4 separate regions of the Mus musculus genome follow, and regions 1, 3 and 4 are each linked to region 2. The links are chromatin contacts, called in public ChIA-PET and promoter capture Hi-C maps. All regions are on one chromosome and are shown on one strand. Each heading gives the region's core, a stretch centred on a gene start, on an enhancer-like site or on the middle of the called end of the contact. The rest is flanking DNA. Distances are from core to core; before and after follow the strand shown. Region 1 holds the start of Clip1 (CAP-GLY domain containing linker protein 1). Region 2 holds the start of Bcl7a (B cell CLL/lymphoma 7A). Region 3 holds the start of Tmem120b (transmembrane protein 120B). Region 4 holds the start of Zcchc8 (zinc finger, CCHC domain containing 8).

Region 1 (5,077 bases), core at 1,396-3,895, 340 kb before region 2:
TGTAGTTGAGGCTGGCCCTGTCTCTGGCTCCTGAGTGCTGGGATTAAAGGCGTGTACTATCACTTACCACCAGGCACACCCTGGCAGTTGTATAGCATTTAAAAAAAATGTTATGTTCATTGCTGTTTTGCCTGCATGTATGTGTGTATGAGGGTATCAGAACTCTGGAACTGGAGTTACAGAGAGGTGTGAGCTACCATGTGGGTATTGGGAATTGAACTTGGGTAGTCTGGAAAAGCAGCCAGTGCTCTTAATCTCTGAGCCATTTCTCTAGCCCTGCAACACATGTTTTAATTTCTCTTGGGACTATACCTCTGAGTATAAATGCTGGATCACATGGGAACTCTGTTTAACATTTTGAGGAACTGTACTGTGAATATACTAAGTGTTAAAAACATGTATATTTACTTAGCTGTTATGTGACAGGGTCTCTTGCTGGTGTAGAACTCACGAGGTAGACCTATGTGGATCTCAGAGATCCACTTGCCTCTGACTTCCCAGTGCTGTGATGCTGGGCTAACACTCTCAGTCTGTTCCCGATTTTTGACTATATCAAATACTTCTGCTGTAAACAAACAAACAAACAAACAAACAACCCACTTCTGCTGTGAATGCTGTGAACATGTGTCCCCATGTACTTCACTGTGTTGGATGTTGTGGAAGGAGGTCTCAACTTTTTGTGTGTGTGCACTCAAAAAGATATTCATTGATCAGAACTACTGCATCAAGCACCAATTTCACAGATATCCTGCCTTACTGGATTTTTAAAAAGGCACAGGATCTTAGATATGTGATGGCAACCTTATAAGTGACTTTGGTCACCCTCCACATTGTAAAGCCGTCTGTACTCAGAGCCCTAGTCTATTGAGAAGGCCTGGAGTGTAGTTTGCAGGATGGTGCCTACTGCTGTTCTTGGTTAGCTGAATGGAGCTTTTGTGGTCATTGGCTGGTTCTCTTTGAGAGCTCATCCTGGGATTCTAAACAGCAGTTTGTCATTCTCTCATCATTTCCACTTTTTTTTTCTTGGTTTTTCAGGACAGTGTTTCTCTGTGTAGGCCTGGGTGTCCTGGAATTCGTTCTGGAGACCAGGCTGGTCTTATATTCAGAGCTCTCTCTGCTTCTGCCTCCTGAGTGCTGGGATTAAAGGCGTGTGCTGCTGCCACCCCAATACATTTTTACTCATCGCCAGGATATAGCCCTGGATGGTATGTAGAGCAGGCTAGGTTAACCTCAAGAGATTCAGCTGCCTCCCACTCCTGAAGGCTAGTATTGTCAGTGTGCACACCAATAGGCCTGGCTGCTATTATTATTATTATTATTATTATTAAATATTTTATTTATTTGTTATTATAAATTTTATGACAGGGTTCTATGTATACTCTGTGTAGCTCTGGCTGTCCTGGAACTCAGGAGGCAGAGGCAGGCAAATCTCTGTGTTTGAGGCCAGCCTGGTCTACAAAGAGAGTTCCAGGACAGCCAAGGCTATTACACACAGAAACCATCTGGAATAACCAAGAGAGGAAAAACAGAGTTGAATTGTACTCAGATCAGCGGGTAAGTATTGCTTGCCTAAGTAGGAATGAATTCTGGGTTCCCAGGGTACTCTCACCTCTTGACCTTGGAGCTCACATATCAGGCTCAGGTGGAATAATAGATTATTTTTGTGTGTGTGTGATTTAAGGCTTAAATGGACAGGAGGGTCTGCAGATGAAATTTACTTTGTGCATTTCCAGTGGAGTTCCCTTCTTGGGCTCTCTGAGGTGCCTGTTTGCCCAGACACAATGGTGTTTTAAATAAAGGTCAAGAAGGGAGGTCGCCCTTCAGAATATTTCCTCCTTGGCCCCTTCTCCATCAATACTGAGTCACTGCAGAAACCTGGGCTTCCAACAGCTGCAGATTTCTGCCGGGAGCTGCAAAACTTCTGGGGTTGCCATGGTCCATGGGAGCGAAATGCTGGCCGCCCTCTGCTAGCGCAGCCCTGAGCCGGCTGTTGCAGCGTCCTCTCCAGTCCCTTTCAAAAGCTTGACAAGGGGATCCCTGCTTGGGGAGGAGCCCGAACGGGACATTAACCTGGGCTTCTGTCCAAACGACTGGGGCGAATAAAAGACGCTTTTCTTAAACTAACTGGGCTGCAGCCCTGGGCTCATCTCAAAGGATTTTTTTTTTTTAACCCCTCAGTGATTTCCTGGAGAGCAGAGACCGTTCATCCCAAGCTGAGCTTGCCTATGGGCATCTCCCTTCCAACTTGGGGCAACGGATTTATCACCCTGCTCTAGGCGGGAAAGGGAGGTCAATGAAATCAATCAGCTCCCCCACTCTCCAACCGCACCCCATCCCATCCCCAAACGGCAGGCTGCGGTTGGTCCAGTCTACGGGTAGCCATCCGGGGTGACTTGCATATTCTGGGCACACTTGGCTAGGAAACAGGGAGAAGCCTGAAATGCCAAGGCACCCGCGTCTGCAGGCCCTTCGGTCCGTCCCCCGGCATCTTGCTCCTTATCGTGGAGGATTTAGGGGCTCGCAAGGGGAGCAGGCAGACAAAGGGGCGGCAGGGGAGCTCGCGGGCGGCAGCGGCCCGGGCACGGGGAGGGGCGGCGCGGCGTCTTCTCCCGGCCCCGCGGCGGCGGCGGCAGCGCGTCACGTTCTCTTCCCCGCCCCGAGCCGAAGAGCCGGGGAGGCGGGAGGCGGCGGCCGCGGCGGCTGCTGCTGCTGCTGCTGGGAGGCAGGTGACGGCGACCAGCGGCGTCCCAGGCGGTGAGCGAAGCGCGGGCCCCATCTCCATCTCTCCTTCCTCGCCGTCCCACCCGTTCTCCCTCCGCTCCTTCCCGCCGCCCGGGGATCCGGGAGGGAAACGCCGGGAGGGAAGGCTCGTCTCAAGCTCCCGCCACGCACCGGGACGGCGGCCGAGGAGCCGCGGACGCACCCGGGAGGGTGGCGGGCGCGGGGAGAGCGTGGCTGCGGGGAAGGCTGGCTGCGTGCGAGCCGCGCGCGTCCGGGCCCTGGCAGCCGCGGCCCGGGGCCTTGCCTGCCTTCCTCCCGCCGCCTCAAGATGGAGCGTGGACTCCTTGTCCCTGCGCCGCCTCGGGAGCCGTTCTCGGAGGAGCCCGCGTCCTCTTCCCCAGCTCTTGGAGGGGGAGGTTCCGGGGACGGCTCCGTCGCTCCCAGAGGCCGCGGGTCCGGTTCGACCTGTTGCCCTGGACGCCTCCCGCCGCTCGCCATCTGGGCGAGCTTTCCTCGGGCAGGCCCGGGACGCCGGGTGGCCGGCCGCGAGCCGGCATGGAGGGCGCCCTTGCCCCGTGGCGCTCGGGCTCAGCCCGGCCCGGCTCGGGCCCCGGTTCCCGGTCCCTGGCTGTTCGGCCCCGGGCTTTTGTTTTCCTTCAGACCCCTGGAGCGTGATTCTCTGTGAAGGTAGAAGGGCGAAACAGGGTGCCAGATCTCTGAAATCACCGCTGCCCGGTAACCCGAACCTGCCAGCGCGGTCGGGGGTTGGCGCGGAAGACAGATGACACTTGTTCGGGGTTGGGGGTGGGGATGGGGTGACTATTTTAAAAGCAGAGAGCCTTGTGGTTTGTCTCGAACCTGGAGGTGTTGCGTTATTGGGGAGAGAACAACAGAATATCGGATTAATTTATTTAATTTTTATTTATTTTTATTTTTTTCTGAGTCTGGAGTCCTGCCCTGACATCCCGTAGTCTCTCCGCTTCATGTGGCTTTTCCCATCTGGCAGAAACCGCACACCACCCCCTTCCTCCCTGCCCAGCCCCACCTCTCTGGTATGAAGAAATGACTCGTTAAGTCTGGAATCCACGTGCATACCCATTTTTTAGCAAAAACTTGCCAACTACTGTTTCTATTTATTTACTTATTTATTTATTAAGACAGTGGATATGTTTCTGTCATTTCCTTGGTTTTTTTTTTGTTTTTGTTTTTGTTTTTTTTCATTTTGGTGTGAGTCGGCAGTCTAGCCTCTTCTAGGCCCAGGACTGTGTCTGTCTGTCTGCTTGGGGCTCTGTTAGTATTTATGCGGTGGTGCTTTGGTGATTCTCATGCTAGGATTTTATGATTATTATTCCTAATTGTGGCTCCCAGTTAGGAGAGCCGCGTTTGGCTTCTAGGCGTAATGATGCTCTTTTGCAAGTATCCTCAGGACTGTTGCTCCTCAGCCTTGGGGCATTTCTTCCTCTTGAAATAATAACAATTAGGGTTTATGGAGGGCTCCTTCTGACCGTGCTCTGGGCAAGTGCAGAGTTTTGTTTTTGTTTTTATCTCATGTAATCCATCCAACCTAGGGAGGTTGCTGTCATCGTCATTTTACAGGGAGGGCACTGAAAGGTCAGAGTCACAGCCAATACGAGATGTTGTCAAGAACTGTACCTCAGTCTGCTAAGTTAGTTTGTTAGGGCAGTGAATCAATGGTAAAAGGCAAGGCTGGACGTTATGAAAGCCAAGGAAGTGGGTGATTGCTCAGCTGAGAGCCTGGGACTCTTGCTGAGGTTCAGAGGAAGTGGTTAGGCTTCCTCCTAGGCCTGGATTAGAGAGGTAAACATTGAACCTGGGTGGGAACTTTGGTAGTATCTCTGAACATGAGGATTTTGCTATTCTCAGCTCTTTCAGTCATTGCTGAGCACGAAAATAAGCCAACCTGGTTCTTGTCTTTAAGAAATTTAATACATTCTAAAAACTAGTATTTTTAATTTTTCTTTTAGTTTTGGTTTTTCAAGACTGGGTCTCTTTGTGTGGCTTTTATTGTCCTGGAATTTACTCTGTACACCAGGCTGGCCTTGAACTCACAGAAACCAGTTTGCCTCTGCCTCCTAAGTACTGGGATTGAAGACGGGTGTCATCACTGCCTGGCTTATAAAGGAAACTTTGACTTGAAAAAGAAACAAACATAAGAGTCAGTGTTATTAGTCATGGCATGCCTGTTATTTCAGTATTGGTGAAGTGTTACGGACCCTTCGATGGCTGCTTATGGAGCTGTGGTCTGTCTGTGTAATGAGCTCTATTCAGTTTGCACACCTCAGATACTCATGGAGCCATTTCCTGTGCCACCTGCCCTTCTGGATGCTGGTGCCAC
Region 2 (4,920 bases), core at 1,795-4,294:
GGATAACTTTTTGGCATGTGTCTCAAATATTTCATGGGATATACTACTTACATAAAGGGGTGTGTGTGTGTGTGTGTTTTGTGTGTGTGTACAGTCTAAGGACAAAACCCAGAGCCCTGTGCATTCATTTTATTTTTTATTTAATTTATATTTTTGAGACAAGCTTGAATGTAGATCAGGCTAGCCTTGAGCTCAGTATGTAGCTGAGGCTAGCCTTGAACACCTGGTTCTCCTGCCTCTACCTTACAAGTCCAAAGGTTATAGGCACGCACCCAGGGGGAACGGTTTATTTTTTAAAAATCACTTTGTTGTTTATCTGAAATTCAAATTTACCTGGATGTTCTGTGTTTTTTCATTTTCATTTCTGGCAGCCCCATGTCCTAGCCAGTGGTGAAATGCATGGTTGGTGCCCACGGTTAATAAACAACCCCCAAAGCCTTCAGGGGTTGATTGCAAGATTGCTGTTACAGACAGGGCAAGACCAGATTTAATGACTCAAGGAAGACCCCTCCGTCTCTATTTAAGATGGGGAGGGAAGCAAATCAAAATTTCTACAAAGTCCACCTTACATAAGGGCCCCTGTGTACTCCAGTGACTCTACCGGACTAGCCAGTCCTCAACAGCTCTGGAAGGGGAGGGGGGGCCCGGAGTCCCCTAGTTGACAGAGTCAAGGAACTGAGTTTCGTATTTTGCCCAAGGTCACTGCTAGGAAGTGAAGTAGAAACTCATGCAGGAGATCCCAAAAGGCCTGGAGTCTTTAGAGGTCATGATATACTTATTTCTCCCAAAAGAACATAGGGTAGAAAGCGGCCACATCCCCCACTGCACTCCCAGGCTTGGCAGGCTGTGAACCCGCTAGCATGGAAGATGAAGCCTCCAGGCCTGCTGCTCTGGGGCCCGCAGGGTGGAAAGCCCCAACCCTCCATCTGCCCGCCCAGCAGAGCAGCTGGCAGACCCAGCCGCAGCTGTCACGGCTCCAGGACCAGAAAGGGAGCTTACACCGGCCCCTTTCTACCCTCCAGGCGGGTGACAGACAGAAGGGACTCTTGCCCTGCTATCAGTTCTTTCTTTGCACCGGGGACTGAGGCCAGGGAGGGGTGCCACCCCAGCCTTCCCTTGAGAGTCCCACAGGAGAGGGGCCAAGGTGCTGGTTTTCCTGTGTTTTGGCCTGCAGCTGTTTCTGCCATTTTTAAATGGCTGCAGTTGGGCACTGGTCGCCCTGCTCAGCGGGGAGCTCCCCGGCACCCAGGACTTGGATCTCAACTTTGGAAAGCCTCCCCTTCTCACGGTTGTGAAAATTCTTTGTCCCATTGGAGCCAAACCCAGCCCACGGCGGGCATCCGGCCATCCGCAGACAGCCCTTTCCATAGGAGGCCCGGGAGCACGTGGACTTTATTGATTTTTCTCGTTGCCTTTTTTGTTGGGTTTCACTCTGAAAGGACAGCTAACTTGTGACACCATCAAACCGGAGACAGGTCCCCAGTAGTGTTTAAAAAAAAAAAAAGGACAACAACAACAGAGGCGTTACTCAAGAAATGACCCCCCCCCCCAAAAAAAAAAAAAAAAAAACAACCCAGCCTGCAGTGGAGCCTAGCCAGTTCCTATAAAGGACAGATCCAGCCAGCGGCTGCTGACACTTGGGGACACCCTCGCAGCTGCTCCTCTCCCTCTCGGACCCAGATGAAGCCGTGGGAAAAAAACCGTAATAAAGTTAAAATCAGGGAGCAGGGAGTTTTCAACAAGTCTGACCCAACCTGGTGGTGGACTACTGGCGCCTCAGGCCTGGCCTCTGGGGCCGCCTCGGTGTCAGATCCCGACGAGGGCCGAGAAAATGTTCCATCCTACTAATTATAACGAGGCCACGCCGGGCAGGATCTAATTTGAGCTTGAAAAACACGCACGGCCCACACCGAATCTCGCGGTCTCCTCCTCCCCCAGTGCAGAGAACAAAAACAACGGTCGCTCGTTCTCTCCGCAAAACAAACACCAGCTCCAGCAAGAAGGAGGCAAGACACGGCCCAGGACTTGGCTTCTGGATGCAAACATCGCGCTCCCCGAGCTTCGGGTGCCGCGCGGAGCGCGTGGGAGCCGTGGGTGCTCCGCGCCCCGGCCGCGCCACCGCCTTCCTAGCGCTCGCCCCCATCTTCCTTCCTCGCCCGGAGCCCTCGCTCCAGGCTGCCCAAAGCGCTAAATTTAAACGGCTCGCGCTCTGCAAACTCCGCAGACTCGAGGGCGCCGAGGCCTGGGAGGCGGGGAGCTGCGGGCGGGTCGGGGCGTAGGATGTGTGTGTGTATGTGTGTGTGTGTGTGTTGGGGGGGGGGGACACCGGCGCCGCGCCGCCCCGGGAGGAGACGGCGGCCCGCTCCGCGCTGCACAATGGAGCTCGCGCTCTGCCCGCCGCCGCCGGCATCACGGCCCCGGCGCGCGGGAAGCCGCTTTCATGTGACTTGCACAAAAAAACGAAATGGCTTCTGGGGCCGGCTGCGAACCCCCCTCTCCCGAGAGCCGAGCTCCGAGCTCCGGGCTCCTGCCGCCGCCGCCGCCGCTCTCGCCGCCGCCGCGCCAGGTGGGTGACCGGCGCCAAGCACACCTGGGCAGCGGACGCAGCCCCCGCGGGGCGCAGGTGACCCCGGCCGCGCGCCCTCGCCAACTCCGGGCCCGGGGCCGCTGCGCCCCGCCGCTCTACGCGCTGGGTCCGGGCTTGCTGGCGGCCGCGACGCGGTGCAGCGAGCCGGGGCGAGCGAGAGAGCGAGCAGGCGCCTCGGCTTACCATTTGCGCACTTTCTCGATAGCCGCCATGACCCTCTTGATATCATCTTTGGCCCGGCTCCTGGTCTCGGCTCGAACCGACCTGCCCGACATGGTTCTGGCGGGGAGGGAGAGAGAGAGGAAAGAGAGAGAGAGAGGGAGGCTGGGGGAGCGCGCCCGCCGGGTCCTGCTCGCCACACTCGCCCGCTCTCTCACTCGCGCACAGACACACACTCACACACATACGCGCACACACAAAGCCTGGTGCCGCCGCGCGCCCGGGGCCCAGTGCGCAAGCGCCGGGGCGGCAGCTGCACAGAGCGAGGGGGAGCGGCGCGGCCGCCAGCAGTGCGGCCTCCGGGTGCCGCCGCCCTCCCCGGGGAGCCTCGGGGACCTCACTCTGGGAAAGCTCTCCCGGGTAACCCCGACCTCCCAGCACGCGGGACGGGCCCGCGCCAGGACTCACCCAGAGGCCGCAGGTGCGATGGGGGGCCCCTCCCCCCCCCAAGACACACACCCTGGGGATGGCAGACTGCAGGCCGTGGGTGCTCTGGCTCGGGTTGGTGGCCGCGGGCGCGATCGTGCAAGTTTCTTGTCGGGCGTTTGAGTTCTCAAGAGTTGGAGGCGGCGGTTCGGGACGCGAGGTGATCTTAGAAAGAGTTGAGGCGCCGGTCTCTGGCCAGCTGCCCTGTTAAAATGTGCGAGCTAGAACGTCTCCTCCCCATGCTTAAACTAGAGTCGTAGGAAAGGTGCCCGAACCCGGTGGCAATTGACATTGTCTCTGGGCTTTCTTTCCCTTAGAGATAAGTTGTCCCAGTCACGGATCAACCTCCCTGGGGTTTGACCGAAAATGACAATTTAATCTTAAACGGCTCCTGGTGGAAGTGCAGTGTAATGACCCGGAGCAGCAGGTAAACTAGACTGGCCCAACACAGAAGGACTTATGAGAGGCTGTCTCCCTACCCTAGGACAGAGCTGGGTGACAGGATCTACCGCGGTCACCCAGTATAGGGACAGGTGGGTGTGCAGTTGCGGCTACACAGACTGGACCAGAGCGAATGCTTGTCCACGTGAATGCTGGGAAAAGAGATGACCTGAAGTGAGAGAGCTGCTACCTGGAGAGGAACTAGCGCAACATCAGTCATTTCACAGATGGACAAACTGAGTCAAGGAGTTATTGAAGGTTGCAGCAGTGACCTTCATCTGTGACTGCCATGATTCTAGTACCAAGCATCTCCCCCTGAAGTCTGGGGGGGTTGCAGGGGTTTGGTAGAGGGAGCTAGTGGGGAAATGGGTGTGAGAATCTGGGGAAATTTCCCCCAGGCTTCTTTTAACCACTTTAAACGCACGGTCCTAAAGCGAAAATTTAAAAATAAGAACAACAATCAGATGTGGTAGCCCACTCCTTTAATTCCAGGCAGAAGCAGGTAGAGATCTGTGGTTCAAGACCAACCTGGTTTATGTAGGTAGTTCCAGGACTACATAGTGAGGCCCTGTCTTAAAACAAAACAAAACAAAAAAACAACCCAAACCAAAACAAACAAAAGCAAAAAACCAACAACAACAACAAAACAATGGAGCCAGGCAGTGGTGGTACACACCTTTAATCCCAGCACTTGGGAAGCAGAAGCAGGCCGATTCTATGTATTCAAGACTCAAAGCCAGTCTGGTCTACATAGTAGTGAGTTCTAGGACAGCCAGGGCCACAAAAAGAAAACCCTGTCTCAAAACAAAATAACACACCCCACAAATATGTCAAAGAATCGTTCTGTGATGGATTGAAAAATGTGCCATAAATCCGAAGTCTCATGCATTTGACCCTCTGTATTTGATCATCAGATATGTGCTTGGACCCCAGGGAATTCATTTTTGTTTAGTGCAGAAATTGTGTATGCTAGGCAAGTGCTACACCACAATTCCCACATAGAATATATGTGTATATATGTATGTGTGTGTGTGTATTTAAATAAGATATATCAAAAGTCCGAATATCTGGTCTGCAAGATGTCTTAGTAAATGTGTTTGCTGCCAAGCCTGCAGGCAAGAGTTCAGGTCTCAGAACTCACGCTGTGGAAAACAGAACCCGTGAAAGTTGTCCTTGGATCAGCACATGTTTACATACCACACGCACACTCACACACACATACACACACCCTAAATGAAATGTAAGAA
Region 3 (5,246 bases), core at 1,798-4,297, 270 kb after region 2:
CACACACACAAACTCACATACACAACCCACACACATTCACACACACATAGACACACAAACTCATGAACCCACACTACACACACACATACTTACACACACAGCTATATCATCTCATTTCGCCACAAATGTCTCATCAGAATCTCTGTCCAACATATATACACAGCATATACCCTGGACTTGAGACACTTTCTTCCCAGGAGTTCAGAATTCCCATGAATGCAAAGAATGGGCAGACTCTATAGACATTTTCAGAATAAATCTAGCACTAACTTTCAGCATGGAACAGCTGGTGATCCCTACTAGAACAATCAGCTTTGTCTAAGCTTCAGTTTCCTCGTCTTAGAATAAAAACTGTGGACGGACCTCTTGGCTAGCGTGGGTGGCCCACACCTTTGATCCCAGCACTTGGAAGGCAGAAGGAAGCTGATCTCTGTGAGTTTGAGTCTGGCATGGCTTACATACCCAGCCAGGGATACAGTGAAACACTGTCTCAAAAAAAGGTTAGATGGTATAACTCCAATCCAATTCCAGGGGATCTGAAACCTTCTTCCTTTCCTGGCCTCCACAGGCACAGGCGCACATACACGCGCGCGCGCACGCACGCACACACACACACACACACACACACACACACACGGAGACACATAAATAAAACTAACAAGTAAATAAATTAATGGGCAGGAGAAATGGCTCAGTGATTACAGGCACTGGCTACTCAGGCAAAAACCTGAGTTTGGATCTCAGGACCCACACGTGCCTCACAACTGTCTATAACTCAATGTCCAGAGGATCTGATGACGGTCTCCTATGGATTCCTCCAGCACCAGGCACGGATGTGGTGCATAGAGAGATACATTCGAGAGAAACACCCATACACAAAAATAAAAACAATAAACCTTTAAGTATATATTTATAAGCATATATTTACATATAAACATTGTATATATCAAATATATTATAAATACATGTTATAAAGATATATTTATACGTAAATATACATAATGCATGTGTGTGTGTGTGTGTATATATATATATATATATATACCCTCCATACATATATATAGAGGAGAGAGAGAGAAGAGAAGAGAAGAGAAGAGAAGAGAAGAGAAGAGAAGAGAAGAGAATTTTTGCTCCAGTCTATGACCTTAACCACCAGGAAGCTATCCACTCTGTACTCAGACCCAGAAGCTGACCATCAAGCCTACACCAGTTGGGTCCCTCTTCCTCAAAGGAGGATCTAGTCTGTCCCAGTTGTCCCATCTCTAAGAAACCAGATCCTTCCAACAGCCCTTGCTGTTCACCACCAGACGAGGAGATCCAGATCAACTCATAACTCCTCCGCCCCCGACCACCCGAGCACCTGACCCCTCATGACATCTTCCTGTCATAACAAATCAAAGGCCTCCTTTACGACACCTGCCTGCCAAGACTTGCTACCTAATTGTTGATAATTGCATTAATTGCATAGTTCTGCAGTGTTAGGCTCCTCCTCCTCGTAGTTTAAAACAAGCCGAAAGGAAGGAAATAGAAGCAAAAGCCCCACGCAGGAAACCTCTTCTCCCACTCCCAACTCTAAGACCCACTCACTGGCTCTGTGGCTGGGCATGGCTTCACAGCCCAGTGGGAAAAATTGTTAAGGATATGGCTGAGTCTTTTCCCCGTGGGTGGAACCAAAAGGGATCCTCTGGGAACTATGAGGAACCCAAGACCTCAGATCTGAAAGAGAAGGCACCAACCCATCCATATATGCTGGAGGGACTACGAAGGGATGACAGTCCTGGGTCTCTTAAGTCTCTGCCCATGCCGATCTGCTGCTCAGGTTCACCGGCATCCTTCTGTAACATCGGCAGCCTCACTTTACAAAGACCCATCACAGACCTCCCTTGACAGCATTCTCCTCTGGACATTGCAGGAGGTCAGCCCAACTGAGAACGCTACAGGGACAAGGGGAATGACAAAGTAACCATTGAGAGGAGGAGAGAGTGAATGCGAGGAAGCCATGTGTTGTTCCTCTTGGCCGTCCCCAAGGTTTCCTGAGTCTCTAGTCCCCAGAGCATATAGCTGAGGCCTCTCTGGACCCTCCTGATAGGACCGGGTGGCGATGCTATCCTCTCAAGAGCCCAGCTCTTATACCAACCTTCAACACACCAGGTGGAACGCTCTGTGCCAAAACGGTGAGGGGTTGGGTGCAGCCCTCTATCACCGGGTGAGGCAGCCAGCTGTCAGAACTGACAGATGCCTGCCATCCACAATGGTAAACTCAGCTCGCAGCAGCCGATAAGCAGAACCACATCAGAGCTCCCAAAGTCAAGGCTATGACTGAGGGGTCTCTGAGACTTAAAAACTGCCTAAGGGGCCAAGATGAAAGCAGCCAAGCACAACTCTCAAACCGCAGTTGCAGCGAGGGCTGCCCAGCCAGCACAGAGCGTGTAGTAAGGAGTTGAACAGCCAACTGCAACTGGAGGGTTGGGGGGAAGATCCCTTGTGTGGGGGTTGGTCTGGTGTCCTTTGAGTATCACAGTTTCCTCGTGAACACACCTGGAACTTGCCTCGGGGGCCAGAGACGAACTTTCTGTAGCGAAGGGAGAGCGTGGAGCAAAGAGTGGATGAGAGGGCGCGAGAATGAGGGGCGCCCCAAGAGACTGAGGAGCCAAAGCGCTGCTACATAGGAAGGGGCTGCGCCAGGCCACCCACCAGCCCATCGGACGCACAGCCCGGGCCACCGTCTGGGTCCTATCGCCCCACCTCCGGGCTGGGATGGCTAGATAGGGAAGGCACAAGCACCGCAGGTAGCAAGAGTGGCGGGACCAGGTGGCCCGGTCCTACCTGCAGCTCCTGAAATTCTCCCTCCAGCTCGTGCCACTCGCGCTCGCAACGCTCCAGCTGGCCGGACATGGTGCAATGGTGCAAGGCGGCGGCGGCGGCGGCGACGAAACCCGCAGCGTGACCCGTCCGGCCACCAGCAGCCCACGCCCGCCCGCTCACTAGCCGCCTCCCGAGGCACCAGCTGTTCCTGCGCAGCCGGAGCCACGCGCGCACCTGACGTCACGGGCCCCGCCCCGGCGCCAGCCTCACCCCCTCGCCCGAGGGTGGGGCCCGCGCATGCGCATGGGCGATCCCCCGGGCTCTGGCCTCGTGGCGGGTGCAACTCTTCAGTCTTCTTTGGGTCTCTTCACTCCTCGTGTGTAGGTAGTAGGTTTCTCGTCGGAGTGGGTGGAGGGTTTATGTGTAAGCTGCATTTATGGCTTATGTTACTTAGATTATCTTTGTGGGAGAGTGAGGTGGAAATGATTTGGAGGAGGTAAAGGGAAAATTCATGTATTCCTTCACATTGCCTGACCTAGGCCAAAGCCAGTGCCCTGAAATGACAGCTTTGACAGTGACCGCGTAGTAAGGTCAAGGGCAGGATGGGAAAAATGCAGACTTGGCTCTGTCATCTCACGCTGGCGATGATATTTATTGCAACCAATACAGCCTAGATACATCCCTGTCCTCTAAGACACTGGGTGACTCTTGACAGCTGGTGCTGTCAGTCAAAAGCCACAACCACCAAGTTTATGGAATACAGTTGCCTCCCTTTCCGTGCCAAGTCCGAAAAGACCTGCACAAGCCTGGCTTTTCCAACCACACCTCCTATCTCCCTGCCCTAAATCCAGCTCTCCGGCCATTGTTTTTATCCTGACTTGACATTCCTCCCTCTGAATCATCATGCAGTGGCTTCTTGCTCACTCCTGGAACCTCATTCAAATGACACCTGCAGCTGGGTGTGATATTGCATACCAGCCTTGACAACGTAGTAAGACTTGTCTCAACAAACAAACAAACAAACAAACAAATAAAATATCAAATGATGCCTGTCGGGGCTGGAGGGAAAAACTTCAGTGGTTAAGGGTGTGTGTTCTGCAGTTTGGGTGGCACATGCCTTTCATTGAAGCACTCCAGGGCCAGAGGCAGATAGATCTCTGTGGGTTTGAGACCAGCCTGGTCTACATAGCTCAGGGCCAGCTCCACAGTAAGACCCTGTAAAATTAATTAAAATTAAAAGGACACCTGCATTAGTTTCACAGGGCTATGCTTAGCTACAAGTGGGTGGCCTAGACAATAGAAGTGCATTTATCTCACAGCGACCAACCTGAAACGAAAGTGTCATGACTCCTGAGACCCTGGGTAGGGCCTTGCCTTGCTACCTAGTAGCCATGACAGTGACTGTTGAGCCTACATACTCCATGGCTTTCATCTGCATTGCTCCATTCTCTCTGACCAGTAGTTACAGGGCCTCTCTGTGTGCCCTCTCTTATGAAGACACTGTGAATGAAAATCCCCAGAAGGGCTAGAGAGATGGGTCAGCCTCAGCGGTTAAGAGCACTGGCTGCTCTCCCAGAGATCCTGAGTTCAATTCCCAGCAGTCACATGAAAGAGCTAGAGAAAGTACCCAAGGAGCTGAAGGTGCTTGCAGCCCACTAGGAGGAACAACAATGTGAATTAACCAGTATCCCCAGAGCTCCCAGGGACTAAACCACCAGCCAAAGACTACACACGGAGGGACTCATGGCTCTAGCTGCATATGTAGCAGAGGAAGGCCTAGTTGGTCATCAATGGGAGGAAAGGCCCTTGGTCCTGTGAAGGTTCTATGCCCCAGTGTAGGGGAATGCCAGGGCCAGGAAGCAGGAGTGGGTGGGTTGGTAAGCAGTGAGAGGGGGAGGGGATAGGGGGTTTTCGTGGGGGAAACCAGGAAAGGGAATAACATTTGAAATGTAAATAAAGAAAATATCTAGTAAAAAAAAAAAAACAACCAATCAAAGTGGGAAAATGAAAAAAAAAAATTTGTTTTGTTTTTTTTTTTTTTGAGACAGGGTTTCTTTTTCTTTTTCTTTTTTCTTTTTTTTTTTTTTTTTTTTCTTTTTCTTTTGGTTTTTCGAGACAGGGTTTCTCTGTGTAGCCCTGGCTGTCCTAGAACTCACTCTGTAGACCAGGCTGGCCTTGAACTCAGAAATTCACCTGCCTCTGCCTCCCAAGTGCTAGGACTAAAGGTGTGTGCTACCACTGCCTGGCAAAAAAACAAACAAACAAACAAAAAAACAAAACAAAAAAACCCAACTTTTTAAAATGTATTAACTTAATAAAACCTTAGTTTCTGCTAGTCATCAAAAGACTAAATGTGCTGTCAGATAACACCTCAAGTCTAAAGTGGAATGTCTCCATTTCGGTGTAACTTAATGATTTTTGCAGTGTATTATCAAGTGTCT
Region 4 (4,711 bases), core at 910-3,409, 380 kb before region 2:
TCTGGTGTGTCTGAAGACAGCTACAGTGCGCTTACATATAATAATAAATCTTAAAAAAAAAAAAAAGAAAGAAAGAAAAAAGAGCTAACCCATGGAACTTGGCCCACCGGTTAGCACACCACGATAGGTGTGCTGAGAACTACATGTTTTGAGGACTCCGTGGTGGTGTGGAGGTTTCACTCTGCTTGTTCCCCTCACAGTCATCTCATCCCTCATAATCTAAGAACTGTAGGAAAACTCTGAGGGGCTTCCAACCACTCATTGGGCAGTGTCATTGGCACTGTTGATGAGTGATGTTTTTCAAGCAATGCTGCTGAAACAGGTTCATGATTCAACCCCCACCCTCAGAAAGAACTCGGAGATGTAAATTGTTAGTATAAGTTAGGTTAAGATGTTTTTGCTAGGGACTGGAGAGATGACTCAGAAGTTAAGAGCACTGGCTGCTCTTCCAGTAGACCTGAGTTCAATTCATGCCACCCACATGGCAGCTCACAACTATCTGTAACTCCAGTTCTATGGGACCTGACACCCTCATCCAGCCATACATGAAGTGAAACACCAATGCGTATAAAATAAAAATAAAATACTAAAAAAAAAAAAAAAGTTTTTGCTTTGATATATAGGACTTTGGGGAACAATTTAATATCCAGACTGGTATACTTTTGAAAGTTGAACCAGGAATTTTTTTGAGGTCAGGGAACAAGAACAATGGTAGCTGAGCTAGTTCTTAGCTTATGTGGCTTTCTTGCTAAGGCTGGATGGGTCATCAAGTGATAATTACTTGTATCTATTTTTACCTTTATCTTCCTGATATAATTTGATAAAAAAAAATCAGTGAGTGGGTGTACAACTGAGGATTTAAAGTAGGAAGGTGGTGGTAGCTTAAGTCTTTAAACCCAGGACCTGGGAGGCAGAGGCTGGTGAGTTTGAGGACAGCCTGGTCTACAGAGCTAGTTCCAGGACAACCATGGGTACACAGAAGTTCCAGGTCAACCACGGGTACACAGAAAAACCTTGCCTCTGTGTGCATGCGTGCACACACACACAGACACCATACACACACACAAGCTTAGATTTCTGATTCTAAATACTCTTTTATAAGATTATTTTAAAAGATAAATAATTGATCTTTTCATTATAACTGCAAATTGTAGCCTGGTAGTACAAGAACTGGCTGAGAAAAAGTAGCTTGCTTGCTTACACTTAATCTATTATAATTTATTTAATTTTTTTTTTCACTTATAATACCTAAGACTTTCAATCTTGTAAAAGGTATGGTGTAACATGCTGGGTTTGGGGGGGGGGGTTGTTTGTTTTGTTTTTGGGGTTTTTTTTTTGCTTGTGTATTTATTATAATCATTCACTTACAAAATGTAGCCACATTGTAATCTTTGTACTACTTGGGAGATTTTGCTGGAAGATATAAGTTATGGGAGAAGTAATAAAGTTGTTGACGCTTGTTGAAGCCTTGCTTCACCGTGTGTGTGTGTGTGTGTGTGTGTGTGTGTGTGTGTGTGTGTGTGTGTTTGTGTCTGTCTGTCTGATTTACATTAATATCATCAACCCCTCCTTGGATCACTAAACGCGCTACAGGAGCTGGCCTCCAACAGAGACCATAACTAACCTGACATTATTTGTTACAGGTTATAATTTCCGGTGATTTTAACATGTGATGACGAAAATATCCATTCAAATCCAGCGGCATATGAAAGTAGAAACATAATAAAGGGTTTTCTGGTTTTTCTGTTTGTTTCGTCCCTGATAGGAGTTCATGAGAGTAGGCAGTGGAATAACTTCATTTTTCATTCATTTACAAATGAAACAAGCAAAATAAAGTGGCTTGTGTCTGAGAGCACATTTATCTACGGCAAAGGTAGAGTTCCTGTCTTCTCTTTTCGACGCTGGGGAACCGCACCACATTTTGTCAAAGCCATGTATCCGGCTTTGATTCCTTCAGCTTTAAACGCCTAACGGGGACAATCCATATTGTTTTAACTCATTCAGAACCGTTTTTTTAAAAAGAGCAATCCCAGTGTGCAACGCAAACAATGAGTCCCGTCGCTTAGAAACTACATATCCCAGAATGCCACGCTCTGTGGCCCATTCGGAAAGAGGCATGAGGGCGGCCTTGGCATTCTGGGAGTTGTAGTCTCCGTCCAGGACCCGCCCCTAGACGGCTTTGGAGGCCTGTGTGTGGAGAAAAGCCTCCAGGGAGAGCGGCTCTGGCCTCCAACCTTCGCCCCCTGCCCTCCAAGCTTTCCCACAGCCCAAGATGGCGGCCGGTGTGGATTTTGGCGACCTAGAGCTCTTCGAGGCGTTTGACCCACCAGAGGAGTCGACGCCGAAGCCCGTTCACACCCGGTTCAAGGACGACGAGGAGGAAGAGGACGACGACGACGACGAGAACGGGGTGGGCGATGCGGAGCTGCAGGAGCAGCTCCGGCGCTGCGAGGCCACCATCGAGCAGCTCCGCGCCGAGAATATCCTTCCGGCGCGATGGGCCGGGTGTCACTTGGCACTCGGGGTCTGGGTGGCGGCGGGCGGGGGACACGGCGGAATTTCCAAGAAGATTAGCATTCGAAGTCCTTCCTCCCGCGACCTGGCGGGCGGGCGGGAGTCTCGGTCCGGTTGCAGAAGCTGCATCCGCGGCCCGCGCGCGATCCCTTCCCCGCGAGCGTCCTCCAGTGCACACCACCCTGGCCCCCCAACTCAAAGCTGCTCTCAACTGTTGTGACACTGGAGACACTTCTCTCCCGGTCTTGGAGGTCACCGTGTTTTCTAACTTTGCGTGCCAAGCTCGAGAAGAGACGAGTCGTAGTGTAGTTGTGCGTTTGAAGGTGCGGGGCGTCGCAGCCGGGGAGTGGGATGATTTGTGGAGGGACGAAAGCTACGAGTGCCCACTGTGATGGAGAATCGGGGCGCGGGGGGGACGACCTTAAAGATTTAGCATGCGAAGAGACTTGCTAAATTGTCCAGATCGTTTTGATTTCTTGAGCTAACTTGCCTCCCGGTGCTCCGGGAAAAACGCGCCAAAATTCCCTTTGACTTTATTAACGTGATTATAACGTTTGTGGGTTTGCTAGTATGTTAATTTCCCGTTCTTAGGTAGTTTTGGTTCAGGTAACTTTCCTTTTGGAACTTAGCCTGAACCCTGAGCATGGTTGTTATGTCAACTTTTGAAGTTCAAGTCTGATTTTTTTTTCATGAAACCATTTTCCGTGACACACTTTATTATGAAAATTTATAAAATACTAGAGAGTTGAAAGGATTGTGTATTTCATATCCGTAGGGGTTCTCTCACATTCTTGCAAACATTTTGCTATATTAACTTTATCATTTATCTTTATGCTTTGACGTGGAAATTTTTCTTAATTGCTTCAACTTGTTCCGGGAACACCGCGGTCTAACTGAAATTTTTGGTTCATCTCTTAGACTGTTTCTGAACTCCAGGACCATGTCTTAGAATATATGTTCAAAGAGATGAAGACCTTATTTAATGTTCAGGTCCAGTTGTCCTGCCCTCGGCAAAACATGTACCCAGTGTTTTTCCTTCAAAGTACTGATTACGGGGCCTTCCTTTACATTTATGTCATTTGGATAACAAAAGTGAAAGTTTTAGTGGTTGGTTGTTATGTCCTGAGGACTGATATTCCTTAACCAGTAATAACATCAAGAACTTAAAAGAAAGTTGAACATTCTGACAAGACCCAGGTATGACATCTTGAAATTACACACGAGCTGCCTCTTGGCTCTCCTTCTCTAGTCACAGCATCCTTGTAGAAAAAGGAATTTTTGTATCATCCACAACTCAGAATCCAATGAAGAATTCAGTAACGGTTCTTTATTGTTGACTTAGGGGTATAAAGGAATTCTGGTAAGTGGGTTAAATGTCTAAACAGACTTAGTGGGTCTTTTTCCTCAATCCAGAAATTTTTGCTTGACAATTCAGAGAAGCAAGTTAGACCCAGCTGTTCATATTTAACACATTTCTGGTAAGATAAAATAAGTTTACAGTTATGTTAGCCGATGATTTCTTTACAGCTGTTATTATTACTGTTGTTATTATTGGTGGTGGTTGGTTGGTGGGATTTTGTTTTGGACAGGCAAGGGTGGGTTTACTGAGACAGTGTTTCTCATCTTGTAACCCAAACTAGCCTGGAATCCACTGTATGTTTACACTGGCCTTAACCTTATTGGTTTTTGTTTGTCTACCTTGAAAGTGCTGGGATAACAGGAGCAACCACACTAGCATTAAATATTTTTATTAATATTTGTAAAGTACGTATTAAATATTTTACAGTTACAGACAGTGCAGGTAGAGCATTTTTTGTTTTGTTGATACAGTCTTCTTGTAGCCTAAGCTGGTCTCTGGTTACAGTGTGGCTCAGGGTGACTTTGAACTCTTGGTCCTCCCGCCTCCCCTTCCCTAGTACTGGGATTACACCTAGGGCCAAGTCTGGCAAGGCACAGCACTTTAGAAGAAAAGGAAATATGCTTTTGAGAAAGTATCGAATGCAGGAGGCATGTATTCAGACATCTGCTTATAACAGTTACACTAATGCTGGCATCTCCATATGATAGGAATTTAACAAGTTACTAGATTAATTTTTTATTTATTTTGTTTTTTGAGTCAGGATTTTACTTTGTAGCCTTGAACTCCCAAGTCTTTGCATGAAACTCACTTTCAGTATACCAGGCTGGTCTCAAACCC

What was found. Promoter capture Hi-C pulls out the DNA fragments that hold promoters and counts their contacts. ChIA-PET counts read pairs in DNA pulled down with a chosen protein or histone mark. Capture Hi-C pulls out chosen DNA fragments and counts their contacts.
Region 1: an RNA polymerase II ChIA-PET map of memory CD8 T cells shows a contact between it and region 2, with 14 read pairs. The contact joins the promoter of Clip1 here to the promoter of Bcl7a in region 2. A contact is called at or near these places in 10 of 39 promoter capture datasets (the 3T3-L1 cell line, embryonic stem cells, hematopoietic stem and progenitor cells and 4 more), 4 of 115 datasets of contacts at active chromatin or transcription factors (embryonic stem cells and memory CD8 T cells) and 1 of 9 other capture datasets (embryonic stem cells).
Region 3: a contact with region 2 is called in a promoter capture Hi-C map of adipose tissue. The contact joins the promoter of Tmem120b here to the promoter of Bcl7a in region 2. A contact is called at or near these places in 1 of 39 promoter capture datasets (the 3T3-L1 cell line), 8 of 484 Hi-C or Micro-C datasets (the G1E-ER4 cell line, adipose-derived mesenchymal stem cells, embryonic stem cells and 3 more), 4 of 115 datasets of contacts at active chromatin or transcription factors (the SCID.adh cell line, double positive thymocytes and embryonic stem cells) and 2 of 9 other capture datasets (adipose tissue and pancreatic islet).
Region 4: a contact with region 2 is called in a promoter capture Hi-C map of embryonic stem cells, with 3 times the contacts expected there. The contact joins the promoter of Zcchc8 here to the promoter of Bcl7a in region 2. A contact is called at or near these places in 10 of 39 promoter capture datasets (the C10 cell line, cranial neural crest, embryonic stem cells and 5 more) and 2 of 9 other capture datasets (adipose tissue and pancreatic islet).

What each region holds. Positions count from the first base shown.
Region 1 is chr5:123,681,929-123,687,005 of GRCm38.p6, reverse strand. Clip1 (CAP-GLY domain containing linker protein 1) reads left to right here and starts at 2,645. Exons shown (of 24, transcript NM_019765.5): 1 at 2,645-2,754.
Region 2 is chr5:123,342,572-123,347,491 of GRCm38.p6, reverse strand. Bcl7a (B cell CLL/lymphoma 7A) reads right to left here and starts at 3,044. Exons shown (of 6, transcript NM_029850.3): 1 at 2,771-3,044. The coding sequence starts at 2,862. Gm15860 (predicted gene 15860) reads left to right here and starts at 2,350. Exons shown (of 2, transcript NR_165267.1): 1 at 2,350-2,566.
Region 3 is chr5:123,074,076-123,079,321 of GRCm38.p6, reverse strand. It overlaps Tmem120b (transmembrane protein 120B), which reads right to left and starts at 3,047. Exons shown (of 12, transcript NM_001039723.2): 1 at 2,827-3,047. The coding sequence starts at 2,895.
Region 4 is chr5:123,718,492-123,723,202 of GRCm38.p6, reverse strand. Zcchc8 (zinc finger, CCHC domain containing 8) reads left to right here and starts at 2,159. Exons shown (of 14, transcript NM_027494.3): 1 at 2,159-2,480; 2 at 3,669-3,711. The coding sequence starts at 2,273.